Regions from separate parts of the Rattus norvegicus genome. Here region 1 is linked to region 2. Evidence: chromatin contacts called from public Hi-C data. All regions are on one chromosome and are shown on one strand. Each heading gives the region's core, a stretch centred on a gene start, on an enhancer-like site or on the middle of the called end of the contact. The rest is flanking DNA. Distances are from core to core; before and after follow the strand shown. Region 1 overlaps Arhgap25 (Rho GTPase activating protein 25). Region 2 overlaps Arhgap25 (Rho GTPase activating protein 25).

Region 1 (7,006 bases), core at 4,000-6,499, 56 kb after region 2:
GGGAACCCACGTCATGCTTTCCCAGCTGCCTGGTCTTTTCTTCTGTGTTCCCTTACGTGTGACAGCCAGAAGACACCCTAGATGAGAGGTGGCAGCCACTTGTCCAGCTTGTAAGGGCTTTCTTCACACTTAGACACACACAGCAGTGTTTTTAACCTTTGGGAGGATATAAACCTCACTGGGAATTTTTGTGTTCATATGCATTTCCTCATGCAACTTCTGGAGGGCATTTACTACTGAAACCAGCCCATGAGCCCTGACTATAGATCTGATATTAGTGTTGTCTAGGGATCGTGTAAGCTACTCAGATACCATTTGGAACAGAAAGGGAGCTATCAGGTGATGTGTATGAAAATGAAGGGGAGCAGTGTTGCCCATTAGGGGTGGAACTTGCCTTAATGGTCCTATGAGGTACCAGATGCCAGTGTGACTCTTAGTCATGTCTGTTTATGCTAAATCCCATCATGCCCCGAGCACCATTTTCCAGTTTTGCATGCTGGAGTTTCCTGGTCTCTCCCACCCCTACTCTCGGTTCTATCCAAAGTCCTTGGCCATGAGGTTTGGGTTGGGATTAAGAAAACCAAACAAACTCAGAAAAGAAGCCAACAGCTCTGACTACCCAGTGTGTAAGCAAACCTCAGGCTTCTCTGGGCAACTGAGGACAAACATGTCTTCATCCCTATGGTCGGGTTGCAGAGCCTGCACACCAATGAGAAACAAGGAAAGAGCCTTAAGTGGAGTGCGTGATCTGAAGTAAGCAGTGTGGTTCTCAGAAGCCTGCAGTCAGTTCATGGGTAAAGAAGGTGAGCAGAGCGCCGGAGAGGGAAAGGGGTGCTGGAAGGAAAGAAGTGCAGGAGGGAAAGGGGTGCAGGAGGGAAAGGGGTGCAGGAGGGAAAGGGGTGCAGGAGGGAAAGGGGTGCAGGAGGGAAAGGGGTGCAGGAGGGAAAGGGGTGCAGGAGGGAAAGGGGTGCAGGAGGGAAAGGGGTGCAGGAGGGAAAGGGGTGCAGGAGGGAAAGGGGTGCAGGAGGGAAAGGGGTGCAGGAGAGAAGGGGTGCAGTTTCCTCCTTTCCCTGGATCTGTCGACATAAGCATGGCTCAGTGATATTGTCCCTTCATACAGGTGGTGTTTTGAAAGAAAATGGCCCCCATCAGCCAGCAGGGAGTGGTACTATTAGAAGTGTGGCCCTATTGGAGGAAGTAGTCACTTTGAGGTCTCAGATGCTTAATGAGACCATGCCCAACATGGCAGTTCTCTGCCTGCTTCCTGGAGATCTGGATGTAGAATTTTCAGCACCACGTCTGCTTGGAGGCTGCCACACTTCCACCATGAGGATAATGGACTAAACCTCTGAACTGTAAGCCAGCCCCAACTAAATATTTTCCTCTATAAGAGCTGCTGTGGTCATGGTGTCTCTTCACAGCATAAAACCCTTACTAAGACAGAAGTTCGTGCCAGGGACTGTGGTATGGTTATGATAGGCCTGGCTGTGTTTTTGTTTGGAAGAATGTGGACTTTGGGACTTTGGGTTTAAAAAGCAGTTCAACACTTTAAGTGGGGCTTAATGGGCCATACTAGTAGAACCATGGAAAACAGCAGTGTCTTTGAACTGTGGGGACCCAGCTCTTGAGGTTTCAGAGAAGAATGTGAGTATGTGGCCTAGAGACCATGCTAGTGATATTTTGGTGGAGAACATGGCTGCTTTTGCCCTATTTGAAAAGTCTGCCTGAGGCCGAATTGAAGAGTTCTGGATAAACTGTATTAGCACAGGAAATTTCAAAACAGCCTAACATTGACTCTGGTGTATGGTTATTTAATGTTCACTCTTATGAAGATCTATAATGAAAAGGAAGGAGCTGAGCGAGGAAAATTATAAAATGTACAATTTGAGGAGAAAGGGGCACCAGGAAGTGGAATGGAGCTGAGTCCTGTGTTTCAGGTGATAAAATCCTGACATTAAATGGAACAGAGGGAGTGGTGACCTCAAGGCAAAATCCCACCCAGCCAAGCCCCCAACTTGTAAAAGGAAATAGAGAAAGCTTAGAGCCAGGTCTGAGGGTACATGCTGTAACCCCAGCAGTCTGGAGGCAGAGGTAAGTAGATCTCTGAGTTTGAGGTCAGCCTGGCCTACAGATTGAGTTTCAGGACAGCCACGTTTAGGCAGTGAAGGAAACCATCAAATCTAGAAAGCTGATGAAGATGTAACAGAACAAGGGAGCCATGCTCAAGCCCCAGCAAGCAGCAGAACTTGGCAGACTTGGCTTTAGAGGAGGGAAGAAAAGGTTATGGAATCTCCATCTGTGACTAAGGAAAGCTGCCGAAACCAGGCATGAGTCAGGCCTAGAGAGGCCATTGTGAGAAGCTGTGATGAATGAAGGTGAGACCTGAACTGCCTTGGAGACCCCAAAATGTCAGAGGCATCAGAGCGATGGGATACCTGTTGAGGAAAGCTGCTGATGGGGAGTAGAATCGGCTGAAGAAAGTGTGTTACAGAAGCACAGTTCATCCACCCATCACACAACAGCAATCAATTTAAACGTTTTAAACCTCTGAGACTCTAGTTCCTACTCCAGGTCACTTCAGTTGATATCTCTGGCATGGAACTTGTAAGCAAACTTTCCTAAACTCCTAGGGCAGCCAAATTTGAAAGCCAGTCAATCAGATGAGAGGTGGTGTTCATGTCTACAGCCTAAAGCAGCCATTGCTGCCTGATTTAATGGAGCCTGGAGTAACTGCACTGAATGAAAGTGTTCATACATAGCAGGCACTGGGGTTCTCACAGGAAAAGAAATAATGAAGTATGTAAACAACACAGGCTAGAGGTGGTCAGAGCCTAGCAGTATGAGGGAAGGGAGAGAGAGTTCATAAGAATGGCAGTCACTAATTGGAATAGGAAGGGTCCTAGAGGCTAAAAGATGACCCAGTTTCTAAAAGAACATGGAAGAATATTGGGATTGTGTGTATAATTTGTAGGACTTGGTATTAAATGAAAACACTGAGCCCTTTGTTTGGAAACTATGGAAATACAAGACGGTGGCAAGAGAACACAAAACCCAGCATAGGTCCTACATAGTGGAGCTGGGCACACATCGTGGAGCCCACATTGTGGAAAGGGGATCTTGGTTATGAGTGGAACAAGAGACCTACGTAGAGGAGATAGGTACCTGAGATAACCCAGGGGTGGAAGGTGCTAAAGTTTCAGGCTGAGATATCCTGACAGGCTGATATTTGAATGCTTAATTCCAAGCTGTGGTACCATTTTGAAGGCTGTGGAGCCTTTAGTAGGTAGAGCTTACTGGGCACAAAGAGGATCCGAAAGTCAGGTCTTTGAAAGTTATGCATACTCCTGGTTCCAGTCTCTCGCACCATTATACCTCCCCCCAATACACTGAACAAACAAACAAACAAACAAACAAACTGAAATTCCTTAAAACCATAAATCAGAGAGAACTTCTCTTACCTTAAGCTTGTCCTGTTTATAACACCAATGAGAAAAGTAACTTACAAAGAAGGCTACCCATGAATGATCTCTCCATGTAAAGACCCACATATGCCAGCTGGGCTGGTGTAGATCTTTTCCTACTCATAAGTGAATGATCTGAGTGGCAAGTGTGATGCTGAGACTATAGGTCCTGACTGGGTATTAAGAAGCTTGAAGTATTGCTGACTCCGGGGAAGTAGTTTGTGAAAGTGTGGGAGGGCATATTTGGGCAGAGAAGAGGAGAGTCATGTGAAAATTCTCTGCTAAGGCAGCATGCAACAGTTTAGGATTAAGAGTTTAGTGCAAAAAAGGGAACTGACTTACAGAAGTCTTAGGTGAAGTCTTGTAAAATGTTTGGAGGAACTAAAGGAGCAAGTTTTTTTTATCCCCTAGTACACCTCCCCAAGCCATAGCATTTAATTCTTACATTGCCACCCTGCCTGAGGCCACCTGGAAGAAACTGTCTCACTATTAAGAAGACTGCCAATGCTCTGGCGACCTGAACACAGAGCTGGGTCTGAAGCTTAGCTGCTGGGAAATCTTGAGAGGTCTTGCTTGGCTTGCTAGCATTATCCACAGCAGCATGGTTGGAACTTCAGGAAGGCACCTTCCCTTATCTTATCTTCTAGTTTAATCAGCACAAGTAACTGGTTCCAGAATCCTAGCTGCAAGGGAGTCCATGATTGGGTTTCCACCATGTGGAGTGAAGCCCTAGGGAAGTGTCTAGTGTAGCAATCATGCTGCCAGCAGTAATGGACAGACAATGGAGTTATTTTCTGAATATATAGTTGATGAGTTCCATTTAGCTTCTGGTCTTGCTGAAAAAACATACAGCGGTCCCTCCCATTGCCCATATCACACCCTTTTCTTTCCCTCCCCCTCCCCCTCTTGGTTTGCTTTTTGGCCTCTTACACTGGATTTCTCTTCCTTCTCTGCTCACTCATTCCCTCCTCCTCATCTTCCTCTCCTCAGCTCATCCTTACTCCTCCTCTCTGTTGCTCATTTATGCTAACTAATCTGAACTACTACAAAAATGTTCTGTAGCACCAGTATTTACACTTCCCAAGGGTCACTTTTCTCATCCTCTGTAGTGAATGGGAATTGGTTTTTATCCAATAAAGAGATACATTGTACCCGTAGCCCTCAGTTTATGGCTGTTTCCTGGATAGTAACTTAGTAACCAGTGCCCAGTTAGAGAGGAGCAGGGGAGGGAAGGCAGATGAAAAGATTGCCCACAGACCCAGCCCCTTGAGTCTCCAGTAGAGGGATTCCTTGCTCACACTCTGAAAGACTTGGATGACAAAAACAAGAAGTATTCCTTGTGACCCTAACCAGCCTTAGAGACTCTGAGAACTGAGGCTATCCAAATTCTCAGTTACCTCCCCAGGTCCAAATTATCTTACGAAACCAAAAGACTGCCTCTCTATATACAAGGAAGCTAGAAAGCTCTTGATCAAGCCACTGTTCTGTCATAATAACAGCAGCTCGAGACAACAAACAATAAATAGGCTTTGGCCTCATTTTAATTCAATGTCCTCAAGATGGAGAAAAGTCAGGAAAAAACTCAGCCATCCCACAGCATTTTGGGTGGTAGCTACCCCATGAAGGCTCATCCTGATTCCTGGAGGATCTGAAAGTAAATTAAATAGACAAAGCTTTGACTTTAGGGAACTTGCAGTGCACTTGTGCAAATGAGATCATTTCAGACTCGAAATCACATCGTCAGGAAGAGACTGAGGAGGCGGAATGCAGAGACGCGGAGCACAGCAGACAGTGCACCAGGCAAAGGCTCATGGGAAAGATTGTATTTACACTAAAGCTGAACAAGCATCGGAGCGGACATGGTAAAATCTCAGAAAGGTTATTTCAGGGAGAACAGAGGCCTGGCCTTGAGAAACCCCAAGCAGAGTGCTTCCGGAACTGGCATGTCTAGCCTACAGATGGAGACCCTGATTTTATTTTTAAATTTAATTCTAAGCACATTGATTAAAGGAACATATAGCATGATTTGATTCTTTTTAAGAAGTGTTGAGTTGGGTCTGGTGTGGAGAATGTGTTGATGGAAGAGTGGAAGGCAGCAGTGAGGGTGAGAAAATGCTGGGGACAATAGAGAGGTCAGACCAGAGACAGGCTGCTGAGCCCAGAGCTTCATCTGGTGGATTCAGTGTGAGATGGGAGCAAAAGGGAGAATGATGCCCACTCTGCATGTTTGGCTACAGCACCTTTGTGAAGATAGCGCCTCTGACTAAAGCCAAGTGAAGTGGTTGGGGAGAAAATCCAGGATGCTGTGTTAACCAAAGTAGGGGAAAGAAGCCTGTAAGGCATTCAAGCAGACCGAACTACACAGAGTCCACAGGAGAGATCGCAGCTAACAATAGAGTGGCAACTGGAGAATCAAGCCAGAGGAAGGACTCAAACCACCTAGCTGGTGGGGCTGGATGAGTAGCAGACTGGTGCCGTGAGTCCTGGTCAAAGTTAACTCCACAGACGTGCTACCTGTGCCGTGCAGTCAAATGTGGTCAAATGCAGTCAAATGTGGTCAAATGCAGTCAAATGCAGTCAAATGCGGTCAAATGCAGTCTTGCCCTGATGAGATTCCTGCACCTTTAATGCTTTCTGAACAAGAGCCCTGCTTGAACAAGTCTCCCTGTGAATGACATAGCCAGTGCTACCTGAGACACCTGAGGTGTGACGGAAGAGGGTATAGTGCTGAGGTGTCTCAGAAAGAGTAGCCATGGGAATCGAGAGCCAGAAGCTGTGAAAACAAACGAGCCCTGAAAAGCCTGTTCCAAGGTAATGACAACGATGACATCTGACGGCATCGGCATCCTGAGGCCGGGAGGTGGGTGGGGCACAGAGTCTGGGTGATCACGCCCTCTTGGCTTCCTGCCTCAACCAGAGGAGACTGTGGAGGCCCACTAATATGCAGGTCTCTGGATGGGCTTCTGCTGTTTGTGTCTGAAGGCAGAACTAGAGGAAAAGGCGGGAGCTGATGGAATCGTGATGGGAAAGGGGGGCAATTCCCTTTCAGCTGCCACACTTTTCACTTTGAAATGTCTGAACAAGAGTATGAGGAACCTTGAGGTAAGGCCTTGAGGAGGAAGAGTAGGAAGGCAACTGGAGGACTTGCTTTGGCTCTCGGTGTCAGAGTTTAAACCATCATGGGTGAAGAGGACACAGGGCAGAAAAGCAACACACTCACAGTGTACAAGGAGCAAAGAGAAAATAACTACCATAGAGCCCTTCCCCCCCCCCATTTTAAATTCCTTCCAGGCTCCTAGGACAAACTAGATAATCCTGTTATTTGAAACTCCTTCAGAGAGACACAGTCAAAGATGTGCCTTCCTCATCTCATCCCAGGGACCCCGTGTCCACTGCCTTTTGCAACAAGAGTTTGGGGCAAAAGAAAAGTAACTCTGGTAGATGGATTCTATGGCTTCAAAGACGAACATCCTTTCCAAATTCAAGTTGAAACTCAACCCCCAAAGAAGCAACACCTTAGCAAGGTATTGAGTAACTGTAGCAAG
Region 2 (7,114 bases), core at 2,791-5,290:
TGAAAATCCCAAGCCTTTCACGAACTTAGGAGGCTTTATCAGTTGTGACTCAAGAGTCCAGGACCCATAAGAGATGTTCAGTAAACTCCACTGAATATATTTTCATGACCTCCAAAACTAAGAAGGACAAAACCATGCAAAGACGACATAGGCTAAGTGAGAAGCCAACAGCAAGCTGGCAAATGCGTTACAATGTTTCACAGGCAGTAAATGTCTCCTGCTGGGGACTCCGTGTTGTTCCAAGCTTATATTGATTGGAGAGGAAAAGATCAATGGCCAAGAAGAAATGGGCAAAGCACTTCAAGGAGAGATTCAACTTGCCAGACTCTAGAATCACTATAGAAACTCTCCTTAGGGTGAGAGTAATGGAGGTGTGGGCGGAACCAATCCTGGACTGAAGAGAAAGGAGAGTGGAAGCTGGACAACAGCAATCATCTCTCTGCTCTGCTGCACCCAGCACCTCGAGCCCTCACTGCCATGGCTTCTCTGCCACTGTAGACTATAACTCCCAACCACCCGCTGCCATGAACCCTTCCTCTCCTAAGTAGCCTTACACTCGTCAGCCAATTCCCTTCTACGATTTGGTGCTTTTGAAACACGTGGTTATATATAAAACCAAATTGAGAAGAAGAAGAGAAAAAAAATGAAAGGAAACAAAACCATTTCCCACATAAGATGGGAAAGTCAGGGATTGAGGTACCCTGGGCTTCAGTTGGAGCATGTGGTCACGCAGTGGGGACAGGACCCGGGACATGAAGTCCTGCTCTAGAGTGTGCTAGTGCTGACGCCTTGGGCAACATCTCTTGCCTCAGATGCTCAACCAAAGTAAATGTGTGTGACACACTGCCCCCCAGGGTTGGGGTGTGGGCTCCAGAGCCGATCCATTTACTTTCTCAGCACAGATTGTTGTCCTGTCACTGCAGGCCACTGTCAAAGGAGCAGCACCTTGGCTGTCAAGGACTGTGGGTGACTCACTAACAACGCTTCGGTGATTTTAAATCATAACTCAGTTTAGAGCACTGGTAAGATGCACGTGGCCAAACAAAACCCATCTAAAACAAAACTACAACCACCACAATTTACTGCCCACCGCCAACTGGCATCTTTAACGACATCATAGGTAGCCCTCTTGGTCAACTAGAAATTTGAATTTTATTACTTGGCCCAATTTTTTTTTTAAAAAAAAATCAAGCTGCTATTTAAAAAAAAAAGTCTACAAATTCTTCTTAAAAAACATCTGTTCCTATAAATACATGAAAAAATTTGACCTTTGTGAGTTGTCGCCCTCTAATAGTCTACCCGCTGGAGACTGCAGAGTCTGGTGACTCTGCGAACGTGAGCTCCAAGCCTTCTGTCCAGGCAGGGAGCTGACACTGCAGAGGCAGCTTATCAGGGAATGAGGACGGCTACACGGACACATCCCTGCTCTGAGAAAGGAACCATGTTCATCATTAGCAAGACTGTCCCTCAGAGCAGTCAGCAGCTCTTACCCAAACACATGCAATCCTGCATTTATTTCCTCTGTCGAACTTCCCTGGGTTTTTGTCTTAGAGATGATTTTAGGAAAGGCCCAAAGAGCCAGCCTGCGGGCAGTTCTCACACGTGTCACTAGCCCAGGCTTTCCCAAGGTACTCTGACAGGTCATTGCCAGCTCTACACACAGCCCCAGCATCATCCATGGCTCCCCAAACAGCTACCCCAAATGTCCAGACTAAAGGAAGGGACTGAGGGGCAGCAGGCATCTTACTGTGTTGTTGAAGCTGTCCGTCCTAGAAAGTGGTGGGTCTTCGGTGGCGTCCCATCCCACAGAGCTTCGGGGCACTGGAGCCTTCTTGGCATCGTTTTTCTGGGCAGGGGGTGACAGTGGTGCATCCTTAGACTTGGGGAAGAGGACTTCGTGGTCTCTGATCATCATGGTCATCACTCTTTGGATCTGAGGAGTTCCTGAAAGAAAGAAGAGATTTGCCATGCTGGTGCATGGAGTAGGATCCCGGAAGGCCTCAAGGGTTGCCACCCACCAAGAGGGTATTTTCACATTGGCCCTAAAACCACAGGCTTCGTTTGCTCTAATGGGGCCCCCTTTGAATTGTTTGGGGTAGAATATTTTTAGTGGGAGGATGAACTAAAATAAAGATATATAAGGGGGGTGAGCAATGAGCCACTGAGGACACTTCCCACCTGTATTCTCTCCGTCAGATATTAGCAGACAGTGGGTGTAATAATAAGGCAAAGGGGGTGGGGGTGGGGGGTGTAGATATCTTTCTCTTCTCCTCTCCTGTGGTCCTCAATATGATCTGTTTTGCTCCTGAAGCAAATGGTGTCAGGAACATTTCCTCTCCACATGCATGCATAAGTCCTCTCGGCCAGGACCTTTGCTCGTTGAGCCAAGACAAAGCCTTAGAAAGCGTTTCAGCCTAGTTGTACAGCAACCTTTTTGTGAAACCAGCTTGTAAAACAAAACCCTGTTTGCCCTTCTTGGCTGAGGGTATGTTAAAGTCATAAAACGACTGGGGAACACTAGTTAATTGGTTTGAGGTTAGACTGCTGTGCTCTGTGACCATTGAGCCGCCGACCTCATGGGAGCTGTTATTAAAGTTGGAAGAGGAAGGTGGGCAGGCTCGCTGGGTAAGCTGCAGAACATCAAATAGACACTAGGGGCAGTGTTCTCGCGGTCACTTCCGGCGGGCCGCTCCCCTGAAGGATCAGACTTTGTACCTCTCATGATCACAGCGGGGTCTTCAACCTTCGACCTGATGAGGTTCACACCGATCACAGTGGCCAAGTTGTCCACGCTCATCTTGTTGACGGCACAGTTCAGCTGGATTTCATGCAGAAATCTGTGGGCAACAGGAAACCCTATCTTAAGACAATGGGAATGCAGAGTGCGTGCGCGCATGCGCATAAGAGAGAGAGACACAGAGACACAGAGACAGAGAGACAGACAGATCCTGGACTCAGCGGTACATTTGTACATTTGTTGTATTCTAGCTCTTTCCCCTTAAAGTTTCTGGAATGGAGTGAACTCCTGGAAGTTAACAGACCAAGAAGAGATAAGGAGCCATAGATGGCTCAGCTGCCAGGGGTGGGGGATGGGGTAGGGTTGGGTGGGAGTGGCATAGATGGCTCAGCTGCCGGGGGTGGGGGATGGGGTAGGGTTGGGTGGGAGTGGCGGGGCAGGCTGAGGTGGAGAATTTTAAACAGGGGTTGCTTGGGAGGAAGAGGTTACTCCAAGAATTCAGATGGGTGTGTGACAGCTTCAGTGACTTGCCATTATCACTCCCTGCTTCTGGGTTCCCATCCCACCCACGTCTCCAGAGAGGAAAAACTGTGTCAGTGAGGAGGTCTTAGACACGGAGGGTTAATCCATGGTACTTCCTATTCTCACCCCAGAGCTCAGCAGCTCTGGGTTCTACTACACTTTCACTCATCAGAAGCCTGAAATCCCTAGATTTGTTGGAAAAATAAAAACATCTAAACAGATCAGTAAGGGAATTATGGATATTTCTTAAAAGCATTTAAAAGTGGGCAGACTGAAATACCATAAAATGTAGGTTATTTATAAAATTTATTCCATAAGAATTGTATTTATAAAAATTAGGAGAAATAAGAATTATATGTTCAAATGATGAAAACTATGAGATTAGGGAATAATTTATTTTATGATAAAGGACATGCTTTTCATGGGTATAAAACCATTCTCCTGCAGTTTCACTGGTGTATGAGAAGATTCATCAGAAGATAAAACACCCAAGAGAAGGAAGACATCACTGGATGAGGGGTTGCATCTAGTGTTGGTCCTTATTTACAAATAGTTCTAGTCTCTTTGTGGTTTCCAGGTTAAGTCAGAATCATCTTTAAAACTAGGAAATTACGTTGCAGTATTTTTGGAAGACAAAATGAGGTTTGTAAGGGGTGAAGATGTCTGAGCTGGTCCACCTGCAAGGTGTTGCCACAAGGGCCTCACACAGTAGGTCCTCAGGCCTGCAGGAAAATATAAATGGTGGCCTAGAATGACTGTTTCCCCGGGTGTTAGTTTCAGGGAGAACAGGCATTTCAGGTTCTTGCACGCCCTGGGGCAGGTCAGAAGGAAGGAGTGCGTGTATTCTGTGTGCAGGATCTGAGGGGTTCCTGACAAGCACTCTGTCAATCATATGCAAATAGAGTTAAGCTTCCACATTTCTGGACCACAATCTGTGGCCTTAGGGACCTTCCTCTCTAACTGGGGCTTCTTTCTGATATGGCTAGACACTGTGGCTCACGCCGGGCCTCACCTGCAGATGTAGCTCAGGAGGTTGTAGTTGTCACGGGGGAGAATGGAAAGCTGCTTCTCCAGCTCCTGCTGAGCCTGGAAGAGAATTTTGACACTGGTAAAGGAGCCTACTGCCTGTGAGTCAGCAATGGGGGTAGAGGCAGAACTGGCGCCATCTGTATAGGAGGAGCACTTTGGTTGTCTCTCCTGCTCCCACGGTTTTGTGAGTTACAATATTTGGAAGTAGCTATGAATTCTCAGAAAGTTAAAGCCCAGACTGGTCTTGAACTCCATAAGTAGTCAGTGGTGAACTTCGACTTCTGATTCTCCTGCCTCTCCGCTTCTGGAGTGTATGCCGCAAGTCTGTCCTGGTCCAAGAATCGGACCCAGGGTTCTGTGCACGCTAGGCAAGCACCCTACCAGCTGAGATATATTCCCAGTTATCATATTTTTTTGTATAGTGCATTTAGAAAGTCTATTTGTCGACCACCCACTCCTGACCTCCTAACCTCCTGACCTTGAGCTCCTGTAAGTTCTGACTATCTGATAACTGACACTCATGATAATGTTCTCAATGAGTGAGATGCAAAGATCCAATAAACAATCAAATCAGAATCTAATATTTCAAAACTGCCTTAGAAGTAGTGAGCAAGTGATTCTGCTGAGAACTTCTGGGAAGCAGGCCAGACCGGCCATGCGGGAAGGCACGCACTGGGATGGCAGCTCACGTTGTACAATAGCTGTAGAGTCCAGATGTGGCCATTCAGAGATCCCATGTGCCAGGGACAGGAAGGACAGGTCCCTCTGCGGACCACAGCTGCCTGCAGAATCTGTGATCACACTCTGACAGCATGTGAGATGACATGTATGTAGTATGACTCTTTTTAGGTATTTTTAAAGCTTTATTATTCACAAAGGAGATCTGAAACACCCCTGTAAACCAAGGATTTTCATATCTTCTGTCAACCCTACAATACCCACAAATCAGGTACAAATACCCACATCAGACTATGCAGCCTGGTTTGGTTTTCTCTTGGAAAACAGCTACACCTGTCGGTGAACCATTGCTGCTCTCTTCCTATCCATTCTCTTCCTGTCCTGGCTTTGAAATGTAGAATAGTCTTTTGTGCCAGAATCCTTAAAACCATGGCTCCCACCAGCAGTCAGCCCAGGAGATTCCAATAACTATTTTTCTCACTGGCCCAGGTGTCCTGTCTGTGACTCAGACTATATCACAAACACCCAAGAACAGAGGAGAAACTGCTCAACTATAAAAGAAAAAAAATGAAAAAAAAAAAAACAAATTAGTTTCATGTGCCCTGTAATGACAGACAATGGTGACAATGGTGGAAATTTGTGCTGCTCCGCATGGTAGCTAATTGCCACATGGAACGATTTAAATGTAAATAAAATCAAGATTTTGGCTCTTCTGGTGTATTAATCATATTTTGTGCACATGCTATCACTTGTGGCCAGAGGTCAGCACACAGACAAGTGATAAGAGTGCCTCACTATGGAATCCTCTTGGTTTAAGCAAATACACTGAGCCTCACAGAATATGCACAAGTGGCTACTCTTAGGTAGCAACCTGACCGGGTTTAGAATGACCAACAGATACATCTACCAGAGTGTTTCGGGAGAGGGCTGATGCGGCGGGAAGACCCATCCTGACAGCGAGCTCCTAGGAATAGCCCACAATAAGGGACTTTGGTAAGAGGAGGAAAGCAAGCTAAGCACAGGCCTTCATCTCCCTCTGCTTCCTGAATGCAGATGCGGCATGACCTGTGCCCCTGCCTTTTCCACCACCACAAACTGTACCCTGAAGCTGAGCCGTCCTTACCTCGCTTCCGTCTGGCATTCTGCCATGGCAATGAGGTAGTAACTAATACACTGCATAATTTACCCAATGGAAGAATGGTAGTCATACCCAAGGCCTTTGTAGTGTTTACCAGAGAAAATGGCCCCACCAGCCTGCCACCACTGCTGTAGTATCAATCTGACAAAATATCCTACCAAGGGGTGTGGCCCCCTCTCTCACCTACTAAAACCCCTTTTAGAAAATCAATAGCTTTTTGCTTTCTTCTAAGTAAGGCAGTCAGCTAGGGAGCCACCCACCTTGGCCTCATCTGCGTTGGTGAGCTGTCCACAGAGCAGGAACCCCTCATACTGGCTCCAAGGAACCACAGGCTCTGGCAGGTCTCGGAGGTAGAGCTTTAATAGAGAGGCCACCGTGTGCACATCTGTGTCCCTGAAAGAAAATAAGCTGTACTTAGAGCACAGGACCTCCCACCTACCCTGAGGGACCACTGGGTCAGAGCATGAACCAGAGAGGGGCAGGTTACAAAGGACCAGTCATGTAAAGTTGAACCGGCCCCAGACACCAGCTTCCAAGAACAACTCCAATTCACTTCTCTCTGCTTCCACACAGATGCCTCAAAGGTAGCATTAAGGCTCCCCTTTCATTATATTCTCTTTAACTATTTTGATCTTTTCTGCTTTCTTCAGACCACTTAATACCTTATGGTTAGCGATGTCTTTCTATGATTTCAGTAGTAAACCAGAGGGGTGTACCTAGATCTATCAAGCCACAGCCCTGAGAATATACATGTTACCAAACACTGCGGTGGGTGCTGGGATGTGAGAAGAAGCCCAGGACAAACTCAGGAGGTCAGAGTGTAGCAAGGGACAGCTTGGGAGACACAAGTGACTCCAGATGAAGTCAAGTCAGATGTTGGACGTGGGGCGAGATCTGAAAAGCGCAGGCATGTTTCCTGGAGAGAGGAATGGTGCATCAGCCCTAACAGCCTGAAGGTATTCAGCTGAGTGTGGGCAAGCTTCTGTGGTTCAGCTTCTGATATTTATAGC

What was found. A called contact is a pair of places that touch in the nucleus more often than the background predicts.
Region 1: a contact with region 2 is called in a Hi-C map of frontal cortex, with 2.7 times the contacts expected there. The contact joins two enhancer-like sites. A contact is called at or near these places in 6 of 12 Hi-C or Micro-C datasets (the A7r5 cell line, Schwann cells, frontal cortex and 3 more).

What each region holds. Positions count from the first base shown.
Region 1 is chr4:121,513,957-121,520,962 of GRCr8, forward strand. All of the region lies in intron 1 of Arhgap25 (Rho GTPase activating protein 25), which reads right to left. Among named protein-coding and RNA genes, the nearest start is that of Arhgap25, 15 kb to the right of the region's middle. Within about 2 kb of position 5,250, at least 5 of the 93 cell types and tissues checked have an H3K27ac peak or open chromatin away from gene starts, as enhancers often do.
Region 2 is chr4:121,458,806-121,465,919 of GRCr8, forward strand. Arhgap25 (Rho GTPase activating protein 25) reads right to left here. Exons shown (of 11, transcript NM_001109247.1): 6 at 6,365-6,497; 7 at 4,272-4,345; 8 at 2,716-2,837; 9 at 1,748-1,944. Among named protein-coding and RNA genes, the nearest start is that of Bmp10, 33 kb to the left of the region's middle. Within about 2 kb of position 4,041, at least 15 of the 93 cell types and tissues checked have an H3K27ac peak or open chromatin away from gene starts, as enhancers often do.